Linked DNA regions of Gossypium hirsutum: region 2 is linked to region 1. A link is a contact called in public Hi-C data. All regions are on one chromosome and are shown on one strand. The core of a region is the stretch at or near the end of the contact, and the rest is flanking DNA. Distances in the headings are between cores, read along the strand shown.

Region 1 (5,334 bases), core at 2,014-4,513:
CGTAGGTAAATAATTAGATGAATGGAATCGGTTTTAGGAAAAAATATTAAGTGTAGACTAAGATAATTGAAATTCAAGTTTGCTATGTCGAAGGTTTCAGATTCAAGAGAATTTAGCTTAGGCTTGTGTTTTTAGTTGATTTAGGAGAGTTTTTGGCTAAATGTTGATTTTGTTGTTGTGTGATTTATTTGGTTGAAGCTTCAAATTCGTTAGGACCTTCTACAAGTTAAGAAAATGCTAGTTTGAGCTTTTACCATCTCGATGAAAGCGTTATTAGTGAGTGTTTAGAATCGCTGCTTGTAGACACGATTCATTGCATTAATTGGGAATTTAGAAGTAGCCTAAACCCCTACTCTAAATTTCAAGTCTAAGCTTTCTCATACTCTTGATATAATATGTGATTATGTGTTATGAAATTTTGGATTAAAATGAGATATTGTGACAGTAAAATAAACTTATGATAGCTATTGTGAAAGAGTTGATTGTGGGCATGTTATACGTGTCATATGATAGTGATTATGTTGTGCTTATAATGTGATTATGCAGTGATAAAATGTAGAAAACGGTAAGTAATTATGTGTGTTAATTACAGATATTTTGGCCTTGTGAACTTTGAGACCATTGGATATAGTTGGCATGCCATAAGATTGTGAGTACTCACCTACATGTGTTGTGCTTTTGGGGAGTTAAGGCCCTGAACAGATTTAGAGAGATAAGGTAATGTGAGCTAAGCTTCATTCACCGGGACATGTTTGGTGTGTTGGAGAGTGCTAACTATATGCTATACTTTTTGGGATATGTTCGACTCTATGAGTCATTTGACGTGTTGGAGACCCGTGTATCCGATGTGTGGTGATAGAGCCCAATTCTGTGTTTCATAGCCTAAGTGCCAAATTATCATTAAATGTGGATATGTGTAATGTGATATATGCCTAAATGTGTATGTGATTACTATGTAAACAAACTAATGAATAATGCATGAATAAGTAGTATGACACTAGAGTTGGAAATATTGTAATTGTGATATATAAGTTGTTTCGTTAATGCAAGATGACATGTTTGCTTGCTAGCTATTTTGATCATTCACTAAACTTGTAAAGCTCACCCATTCATTTTTAAACCATTGCAGATTAGTTGTGTTCTTGTGTGAGCGGTGTGGTTCCAAAAAAGTGATCCAAGCAAAACTTAGCATTATTTCGTACGTGCTATTTATTCATTTATGTTTTGGGGAAATAAAGGCAACGTGGTAGAATTGTTGCATAAATGTTGCAATGATGTTTGGATATTTTCACAACTTATTTGTTCTTAGGACTAATGGATATTGATCCAAGCTCGCTTGATGAATGTTTAGCATGTTTTAATGATGATTGGAGTATGTATGACTTATAACTATTCAAAACCTATAATAGAAGATGTTTGCTAAATAATGAGACCATTTGTAATGCATATGATGTGTGACGATGGTGTGACATCCTGATTTTCGAGCTCGGCGACCGGGTCAGGTATAGAGTGTTACACAAGGACCCATGGCTGTAAAGAGAGTAAACTATCTTAGCTAAGTGAAGAAGATAGATTTGAGAGGGATAATACCTTGTGGTCTTATGCTTGTTTCTCAAGCTTGCTTCTTATTGGTTTTTGGTGTAAGAAGTGGTCCAACATTTAAGGGCGAAGCTATAATTTTTTTGGGGAGGCAAAGTTGAATTATAAATTTTATGAGTGCTAAAGTGTAAATTTATCATTGTATAACTTATAATTTTACTATTTTTACAAGGACTAAATCAAAGTTTTATTATTTAGAGGGCTCAAGTACCATTTTACCATATATTAACTTAGATCAAGGTCTTTTCTTGCTCTGCCCCTACCTACAGTGTACTAGATAGAGTTGATAGTGCTTGAGAACTAGCATATTTATCTTTATTCATATTATGGTCTAACAATTTTAAAATTAAATATAAATAAATTAAATTACACAAAACAGTTTAAGAATTTTTATTACGTATGAAATAGGTTTATTTAGTAAAGAAACACAAGGAGTCTTGAATAAACTTTATTTTATATTAATTTATGTCGGTTGATTTGAATTATTATTTTGTAAGCAGAATTTTTTAATTTAATTTTTTTAAAGGGAATTTAATACTATACAAATAGTAATATAAAGTATACTTTCAATATTAAGTGAACAATAGAAATAAAAGAACATATAAATGAACAATAATCAATTCGTATTGTTAAGCTGGGTTGCACATCAAGAAAAATTTTTGTCGCTACGCCATCGGTGAATCGATAAGTAATGATTTAGTCCATTACAAAAATTAAAAAAAAAAGTCAAAATATATCATTAATCATAACTCTTATTCTCCTTATTTAATTAAAAAATTACAATTTAATTATTAAATTATTTGAAATTTTTATTTAAGTCATTAAATTATTTATAAATTCTTATTTAAATGATTTGATAGTTATTTTTTTTAAGTTTGGCTAATAAGCTCTAAGAGACCATTCGACAATCAATACGGTAAATCAGTATTCATCGACGAGTAGAAGAAAATACATAGATCCAAGTCAACCTGACTATTAGTGTCGGAGATCGAAAAAAAAAATTATTTAAACTTTAATTCACAGATTCGTAATGTCTAAAGTAGTTTAATGAAAAAAATTAAATTGATGCACATAGTGCGAACAAAGAAAGCCATATAACAATAATTTTAATAGTCGAATGACTTAAATGAAAATTTTTAAATAATTTAATGACCAAAACAAAAATCTATTCATAATTTAATAACTAATGGTGTAATTTAATTAAATAAGAAATTCTTTTTTTATCTTAAAATATTTTGAAATTGAGTTAGAAAATTTGGAAATTGTACGTCTTCTTTTTGTAAATATAATATAGGGATAGTTTTTGGAAAATAAATTAAAAAATTAAAATATAAAAGTATACAAAGAAAAATTGAGAAGCATATGTGTCCGAAAACGATACCTTCTTTGCTTAGCAAATCGACCAAACCCTTGCGTTGGTTACAGCTGTATTCACGTCCTCTCTCTCCTCCAATTATTTTATTTTATTTTATTTTTTCAGTACAATCTCAATATTTTTGTATTTAGTATTGTATTTTATTAAAATAATTTTCTCTTCTATTCCGCCATTGATTTAGTACTTGTAGGAAAAAGACAAATTCTTTACTTTCTGCCTCCATTTCGTGACAATTATGCAAAAATAATATTTTAATTACTATAATATTTACATACTCACATTCGAGAAAAAAAATGAACCCAAGAAAGAGGGGCTTATAAAGGAATAAAACTAAAGAAAAATTAAAAGGAGAAAGAGTATTTCCTCGTGATCTGTGAAAAACAGACCCTTACGTGAAAACCCAGATTGCCTTAAAGCCCTTTAAAAGCCTTTTTCTTCGATCTTCTTCTTTTTCGTCGTTGAACAACACTGATTAAAAGTTTACATTCCTTAAAAAAAAAATTTTGGAGTAGAAAGAACATAAAGAGAGAGGATTTTGGGGGGAAATAATGTTTTGATATGTTTTCTTTTATGGGAAATTTGTTTCCTTCAGCTTTTTTATGAAGAAAAAGCTTCATTCAAAGGTGGGTTCTTTTTATTTTTATTTTCTTTTGTTCTTCTACTTAACTTCAATATGAATTCTGGTTTTTGAGGGTGATTATGTGTGTGGGGTTGTTCAAGTGAATTTGACTTTTGTAAGTTGATTGGCTGCAGACTTTTAGCTGGTTTTGTAGTTTAGTTTTTTTTTTTTTCGGGGGGGGGGGTTATGATTGCAAGTAACCAACATATGTTTGTTAAAATTCAATATAGGTATTCCATTTATTGGTGGTTTTTCCATTGGAGTTCAAGTTACAAGGCTTTTGTTTTGGTTGGTTGATGGAAAAGTATGTTAAAAGATCAGAAATTTGAATTCTAAGCAACAAGTTTGTTGTTTTCTGTTGGGATCTTATTGAACTCTGTAGTCTTTCACATGGAAGCTTAATTATGGTAACTTTTTTGGTTTAGCTAAGGTCAGTTGGGTATTTTAAGAGAAACTTGAAGGAACCAGATTGTATAGCTAAGTACTTGATGAATATTTAGGGAAGATGTTGATGGCTTCTTTTAATTTATGTAATCATTTTCATGATGAATGAAAAGTTTGTTAGGAAAACTGATGATAGATGGTTGGCATCTTTTCTGTTAGTTAGGAAAATCTATCATAGATGGCTGATAGCTTTTCTTGACTGTTTCTAGGCATATATATAATTTTTCTTGACTGGTCTTAGTTACAGAAACCTCTGGAATTCAGTTCTTTTGGTGATTACGCGTTCAACCTTTGCATCTATGTTCTATGTGGCTTGGATGAAAGAAGCACCGTTTACAATGCAAAGATTTTAGATCAATTTTAAGTTGACGGATCACCTTGTTTCCTGTTTCTTAGTCTTCTATGAGCTTGTTTGTTCTATTTCAATCATCTTTGAAGACTGTAAAGTTTTTAACTTAGAGGAGAACAATCTGAAAATTAACAGAAGCATAAACTCTTTAGGCGACTTGCTTAGCTTGGAAGCAACAGCTGATATGGTTTAGCTTAATCCCTTATAGACATTTACATTCATTTGTAGACCCTGGAGGTTATTTTTTGCATAGATTTTCAATTTGTTGAGACAAACAAGAGAACTGATCAACTGAGGTTTATGATAAGATCTTCATATCGTACTACTACTGATCATGGCCTCGAATACATCTGGCGATAAACTGATCTGTTCATTTATCGCTGCTGAAAAAATGTAGTAAATATTATTTACCTTTCTAGTGTGAAAATAACCTTAATTGAATGTTATATGTAAATGAAAATTATCTTATTTCAAGCTATCAACATGTGAAGATCTTAATTTGTTTTTTGTGATCTAATTATATTATTGACTGCTGAAATGACAGGGTTGAGTTGCCATAATCAAAAGCTGTTTATACAATGGGGAAATATTTATGACAAAAATGGATCCTCAGGCTTTCATCAGGTTGTCAATAGGCTCTTTGGGTCTGAGGATTCCTGGATCAGCCCTGAAATCTTCGAAAACTGGAATCCGTGCATTCTCTTCACCATGTTCATGTGAGATACGACTCCGAGGTTTCCCTGTGCAAACAACATCTATTCCCTTAGTGTCCTCGCCCGAAGCCACACCTGATATTCACAGCATTGCCTCCAGCTTTTATCTAGAAGACTCTGATGTGAAGGCTTTGCTGACTCCTGGCTGTTTCTATAACCCCCATGCTTATCTGGAGATCGCTGTCTTCACAGGGTGGAAGGGTTCACATTGTGGTGTTGGAGTCAAGAGACAGCA
Region 2 (5,684 bases), core at 917-3,416, 560 kb before region 1:
TTTGGCAGCCTAAAACATACTAGGTGATACATATAATACGATCTTAAAGTTGTTTACTGGCTTAATATGCAGCTACAGTTATAAAAGAAAAGAGGTTAAAGAAAAAAAAATTTTTCAGCAGAATTGCAATTTGCAAACTTACACAATGATAAAAGGACGTGTTGTAATTGATAAACAAGAAGATGGAAAATTATATTCTGTTAATAAGGTTTTAGCATTTACATCCCACTTTTACTGTATCTTCCAATGGATCACCTACAACGGCAAAAAGTTACAAAGGGGTGGCGTTGGTTCTCATTTAGTGAAAAGTATTCCAACTGACTTCACCTTAATTATATGCTGTTTGTGTGGAAGAAAAGAAGTTAAAGACTAAAGCTTTATGAGACAAAGTAAAAGTATTTAGACTCTCTACCAGACAAGTAAATACAGAGTCCAGGAAAAGAAAGAAAACCCGAAGGATAGAAGATTAATTAACGCTTACTAACATAGCAACCTATAGGTGCAGGAAATAAAGATATTGTAACAGCAAAGTAATAAGGATACAAGGGGGACAGAATAAACAGCTTATCATCAAAGCATTCAAAGTCATAAGTCTTTTCTAAAGATATGCATAGGCAATATAGGAATAGGTAATTAATATATCAAAGTTCAGTTGTGACATTATGGCACAAACAACTGAAGATAGGTTACATTCATCTCTAGAAAGGAGCCAACCACCAAATTTGGCTATAAATTTCTATAACACCATGTTTCACTTTCAAGATGAATAGCATTGAACCAAGTATAAAGTTGGCCACTGTAAATTCAGGATATAACATGCCTAGAAGCCTAGAAACTACACAATAATTGTTACAAAGACAAATGCACTTAAAACTCAAGTCCTGATTCCCTTCAACCCAATCTTCATCAGTTTCAGCTTGACCTCATCCCCATGGCCTAAAAGAGAACAATCTCCTAGTTCATTGCTAGATTTCACTGATTCTTTTCAATCCACACAAATTGCTCATTTGCTCCTTCATGTGAATTTTAAAATAATTTGATTGGATTCCATTAAAAATCCCTCTAAACACTCCTAATCATAGAAAAGCTATGATAGCCACGAAATATCAAAAAGCTTCCGTGCATTAAACTATTTAGTAAATGGTAATTGGGAAATGCTAAAGTGAACGACATTATCCAATACCGTGTCGAGTAGCCACAAAAAGAAAAAAAAAGTTGATTGCCCCAACATTCGATAAACTATGTCTTATATCTATTTGAACATGGTGTGGGACAATAAACGTAGGACAACTTAACAATGCTCATGATAACTACTAAATGTGGGAAAAGTAGCCGTCTATAGTCGGTGAAGCATATCCAATCGATAAAGCTACAAAGAACAGAAGATTTTCGATAAGAAAATTCCTCGATACAGCTAAATTCTATACATTAGCAAGTTACCATCTTTTTGCTCATTTCTAGCAAGCTTCAACGTTAAGTTCCAACACCCATACATGATATTATCAATTTTTCAAGAAATATAACATAAACGTATAAACTAGGACAAGAAATTCACACCCAGAAAAAAATGGGAGCCATTGTAAGTTACCTCAATTTGGGGTTCTTGAACTTGTTGTTGGGTATGAATAGTGTCAGTTTCACCTCCAGTGGAAGCAAAAGGAACCAATTTGAGGAAGCGAAGAGAGGGAGTGAAGCTGAAGCGGAGGGGACGGCTTGAAGGAGGAAGTCTTTGTTTGAAGCAGACATGGAAGGGCTTCGAAGAGTTTAAGGAAAAGGTTGTAGCAGGTGGAGTTAGAGGAGGAGGGGACTTAAACGGCAGCGTCTTAATGAGAGTAGCCATGGGAGAAGAAACTATCTTGAGAATGCGAAGAGTGAGTACAAGGAGAGAGGGAGGTGTAGGGAGAGGAGAGAATGGGGTGGGTGACAGACAGATAAAAGAGAAAAGCTGAGGTTTGATTTCGGCCGTTGGATGATTGTTTGTTAAGCAGATCTTATCGACCGTTGCTTAATTGATTGATAATAACTATATTAAAAAAGTTATTTAAAATTATATTTAAATACATAAATAAATCTTCACCACATCCTCTGACTAAATTTTTTGAAATATATTTCCAATATAAAATTTCTTCTTCCACCTTTATCTGGTGGAAGGAGCAATATATCCATTCCATCCAATATGCGTTATAAAATTATTTAAATTTTAAATTTCATATTTTTAATAATATTTTTGATAAAAAAAATGAAAGGCACAGAGCGTTCTTGTCCCAATCACAGACAGCTGAGTATAAAACAATCAACATTTCCTTTTTCTTTCGGAAAAACAATAAAAATTCCCCCAAAAACCAAACCTCTAAAATTTCCAGTTTCCCTCGATGCATGCTGCAAAATAAAGTATCCGGGATGGTGCATATTTTATGTTCAGCCGTATATCTCTTAGAAGAGCAAGGGGAATAGTCACTGTTACCGGTGATATCGGTGATGGTTACCTTGGTTTCGACCAAAAAAATATTCATGCTGGGTTTTTATTATTGGTTTTTTGAAGCTTTTTAGGGTTTGTTTGAGGTTTTTGTTAATTTTGGAAGATCATTATTTTCTTATATTGAGAAATGGGAAGTAGAAAAGAAGAAGAAAGAAACGAAAAGATAATAAGAGGTCTCATGAAGCTGCCTCCTAATCGTCGTTGCATTAACTGTAACAGCGTGGTAAATATTTTCAAGCTTTTCTTTTAAATTTTATTTTATGAGGTCGGGTCGGGAGGAGGTTTTCATAGTTAAGGTGTGCTAGGGATGCTGGCAAAGCGTGGGAAAATGAAAAAAAGAGATGGGTTCTGAAATTTGTTCTTTTTTGTTACTTAAAGTCTCTTTTTAGTTGATGGGTTAAGCAGGATGGATAGAGATTTCTGGTTATGTAAATGGTTTTAGAAATGTGTTCTTTTTGGGGGTTTTAATTTTGTAAGAAATGACTTTAGCTGATTGTTGTGATAGTCAAGTTCTGTTTCGAGTCTAGGAAAGTAAAAAAAAAGGGAAAAAAAGAAAAAAAACGAAGGTGGATTTGAGGTTATAGAAAAAAAGAGATGGGTTCTGAAATTTGTTCTTTTTTGTTACTTAAAGTCTCTTTTTAGTTGATGGGTTAAGCAGGATGGATAGAGATTTCTGGTTATGTAAATGGTTTTAGAAATGTGTTCTTTTTGGGGGTTTTAATTTTGTAAGAAATGACTTTAGCCGATTGTTGTGATAGTCAAGTTCTGTTTGGAGTCTAGGAAAGTAAAAAAAAAGGGGAAAAAAAAGAAAAAAAACGAAGGTGGATTTGAGGTTATAGAAAATGTTTATTAAAATGAGTTTCTCGAATTTCATGAATACAATGCAACTATTAGTAATGAATTTCAAGATGGTAAATAAGATGTTTTAAAAAGGGTGTTGAAATTTGCTTTTTCGTGTCATTTTATAATTAACTTGGACTAACAGATTTCAACTTCCAAGTTTTTACCATTTTTTTCCTGCTCAAATCAGGCTAACCCGGTTCTTCAGCATTACTTGAATGGATTAAATTAACTTTATTCGAGCTTCCAGTGTTGAACTTTTTTTTTTCCATTTTAATGTCCTCCATTTATTTTATATTAATTTTTAGTTCTATCATTTCAGGGTCCTCAGTATGTTTGCACAAACTTTTGGACTTTCGTTTGCATGGCTTGCAGTGGGATCCAGTGAGTATTTTCTTTTAGTTTCTCAAGCATCCACAATTTTCCCATATAAATAATAGTCACTTTTGTGAAGCTTTACATATTTGGTAGTATGTAACTTTATCAGTTGTATACATCAATACATTATGATTTTTGCAATTTAAACGTTGTTGTAACTTTTGTTGTTTCTCATTTTTATGATGTTAAGCTCCTTAACTTAAAGATTTATCTCATCATTTGTTCGAATTTGGTTGATGGTTGCATCTTTGTCTTTACTTAGCATGATTCTGTTGGATTACATGAATCAGAATCAAGTCTTTCAAATCTTTATCCTTTTTTGCCCCATCTTTGTGGTAATTTGTGTTTATGTTAAATTGTATTGCAGTCGTGAGTTTACTCATCGTGTAAAGTCTGTATCAATGTCAAAGTTCATTTCACAAGAAGTTGAAGCTCTTCAGAATGGCGGTAATCAGGTTTGAACTAGTGTTTCATTTGTTGTTATCCATGGAAAAGTGGGATGCTTACTGTGATGGTTATAAGATGTTCTTCATTTTACAATTTTCAGCGTGCAAGAGATATATATCTCAAAGATTGGGATATGCAGAAGCAAAGATTACCAGACAGCAGGTGCAGAACATATTGTATATCACTTTCATCCTAGCATGATCTTAAGGACTTTGGGTTTTCTAATAACTTTTTTCCTACTGCAGCAATCCTAATAAAATCAGAGAGTTCATAAAGAATGTCTATGTGGACAGAAAATATACATCTGACAAGCCTCCTAGAGACATGCAGGTATTTCTTCCTAGCTTAGTATATCATCTAGTGGTTGTGAGTTTTCAAATTAAAAGTTTTTGTTAAAAGTTTGTGCTGCACGGCTATGTTTCCTAAAACCCTGTTTCATAATTAAAAAAATGAAGAGAATATGGTTTTAGTTGTGGATGGTGTGGTCCGAAGTTGAACTTTTGCTTTATCTGTTTTTCTTAGAGAAAATTGGAATACGATTTTTGTTTAAGAGCCACTGCTCATATTGGTGCTTTCTAAACAAACAGACTGGCCAATTTTTAGATATGGGTGTTCTATATTTATTTCACAGTTTTATTTGAGTTCAATTCACAAAATCCCAGAACAGTAGTTTAAAATATAGTCGTCTTAAATGAATTTGGCAGAGCCTTGGAAATCAGGAAGATAATAGAAGGCGCCCAAGTTCTTATCATTCTTATTCTGAAAGTCCACCTTATGACTATCAATATGAAGATCGGCGTTATGGAAAACAAGTTGCTGCCACGCTTTCTAGGAAGCCTGGTTCAGATAGAGGCTTCTATGTGAGGAAAGCTTCTAGTTTTGTATATAGTCCTGGCCGCTCAAGTGGTCACATTTTCGAGGACAGGTTTGCAAATGAGGCTTCTGCTCCTAGAGTGTCAGACTACTCTGTATCCAGTGGAGGTGATACTTTCAAATCTGGTACAGGGTCACCAAACTTTCAGAAGGAAGTTGTATTTGGCAGCCCAAATTCTCAACCTCAAACAGATATCTTAAGTGAAGATGCACGACATCAAACAAGTAATTTATTTGTGGACCCAAATTCTAAGAAAGATGCTGCAGGGATTTCGCACCCACAGGTCAGATATCTCAGACTTCTGATTCTTTTCAAGTCATTTTCCATGTCTGGAAATATACAATTCTTTAGGAGCTTTGTTACCATAAACACTATCTGGGCTACTTTGCATTCTTATTAACATCAAGAAGAAAGATCAAATCTACATGATAAATCCTGTAGCCTATACCATTTTCAAAAATATTCCAGCAGAACTTACTGTTCTTTTGATCTATTTATTCAAAGTGCAGGCATGTATATTATGGTTTTGGTATCAGTTGCTTCATGTGCATACTCAGTGAATTCCCAAAGACCTATAAATATCTGCACATTTGGGAGATCCTATTGGCTTTCTAATGAGTGCTAATGTTGCTCTGCTAACTTTATGACGGTTGGAATGGAATCTAG

What was found. Hi-C and Micro-C count contacts between places; a contact is called where the count stands out from the background.
Region 2: a Hi-C map of leaf shows a contact between it and region 1, with 2.6 times the contacts expected there. The contact joins the promoter of LOC107948928 here to the promoter of LOC107913323 in region 1. A contact is called at or near these places in 3 of 34 Hi-C or Micro-C datasets (all in leaf).

Annotation. Positions count from the first base shown.
Region 1 is chrD11:48,921,214-48,926,547 of Gossypium_hirsutum_v2.1, reverse strand. LOC107913323 reads left to right here and starts at 3,263. Exons shown (of 3, transcript XM_016841872.2): 1 at 3,263-3,597; 2 at 4,931-5,334. The coding sequence starts at 4,979.
Region 2 is chrD11:49,480,710-49,486,393 of Gossypium_hirsutum_v2.1, reverse strand. LOC107948928 (protein GrpE) reads right to left here and starts at 2,166. Exons shown (of 3, transcript XM_016883595.2): 1 at 1,589-2,166. The coding sequence starts at 1,840. It overlaps LOC107948926 (probable ADP-ribosylation factor GTPase-activating protein AGD14), which reads left to right and starts at 2,486. Exons shown (of 13, transcript XM_016883593.2): 1 at 2,486-2,702; 2 at 3,642-3,703; 3 at 4,065-4,152; 4 at 4,245-4,306; 5 at 4,390-4,474; 6 at 4,849-5,301. The coding sequence starts at 2,607.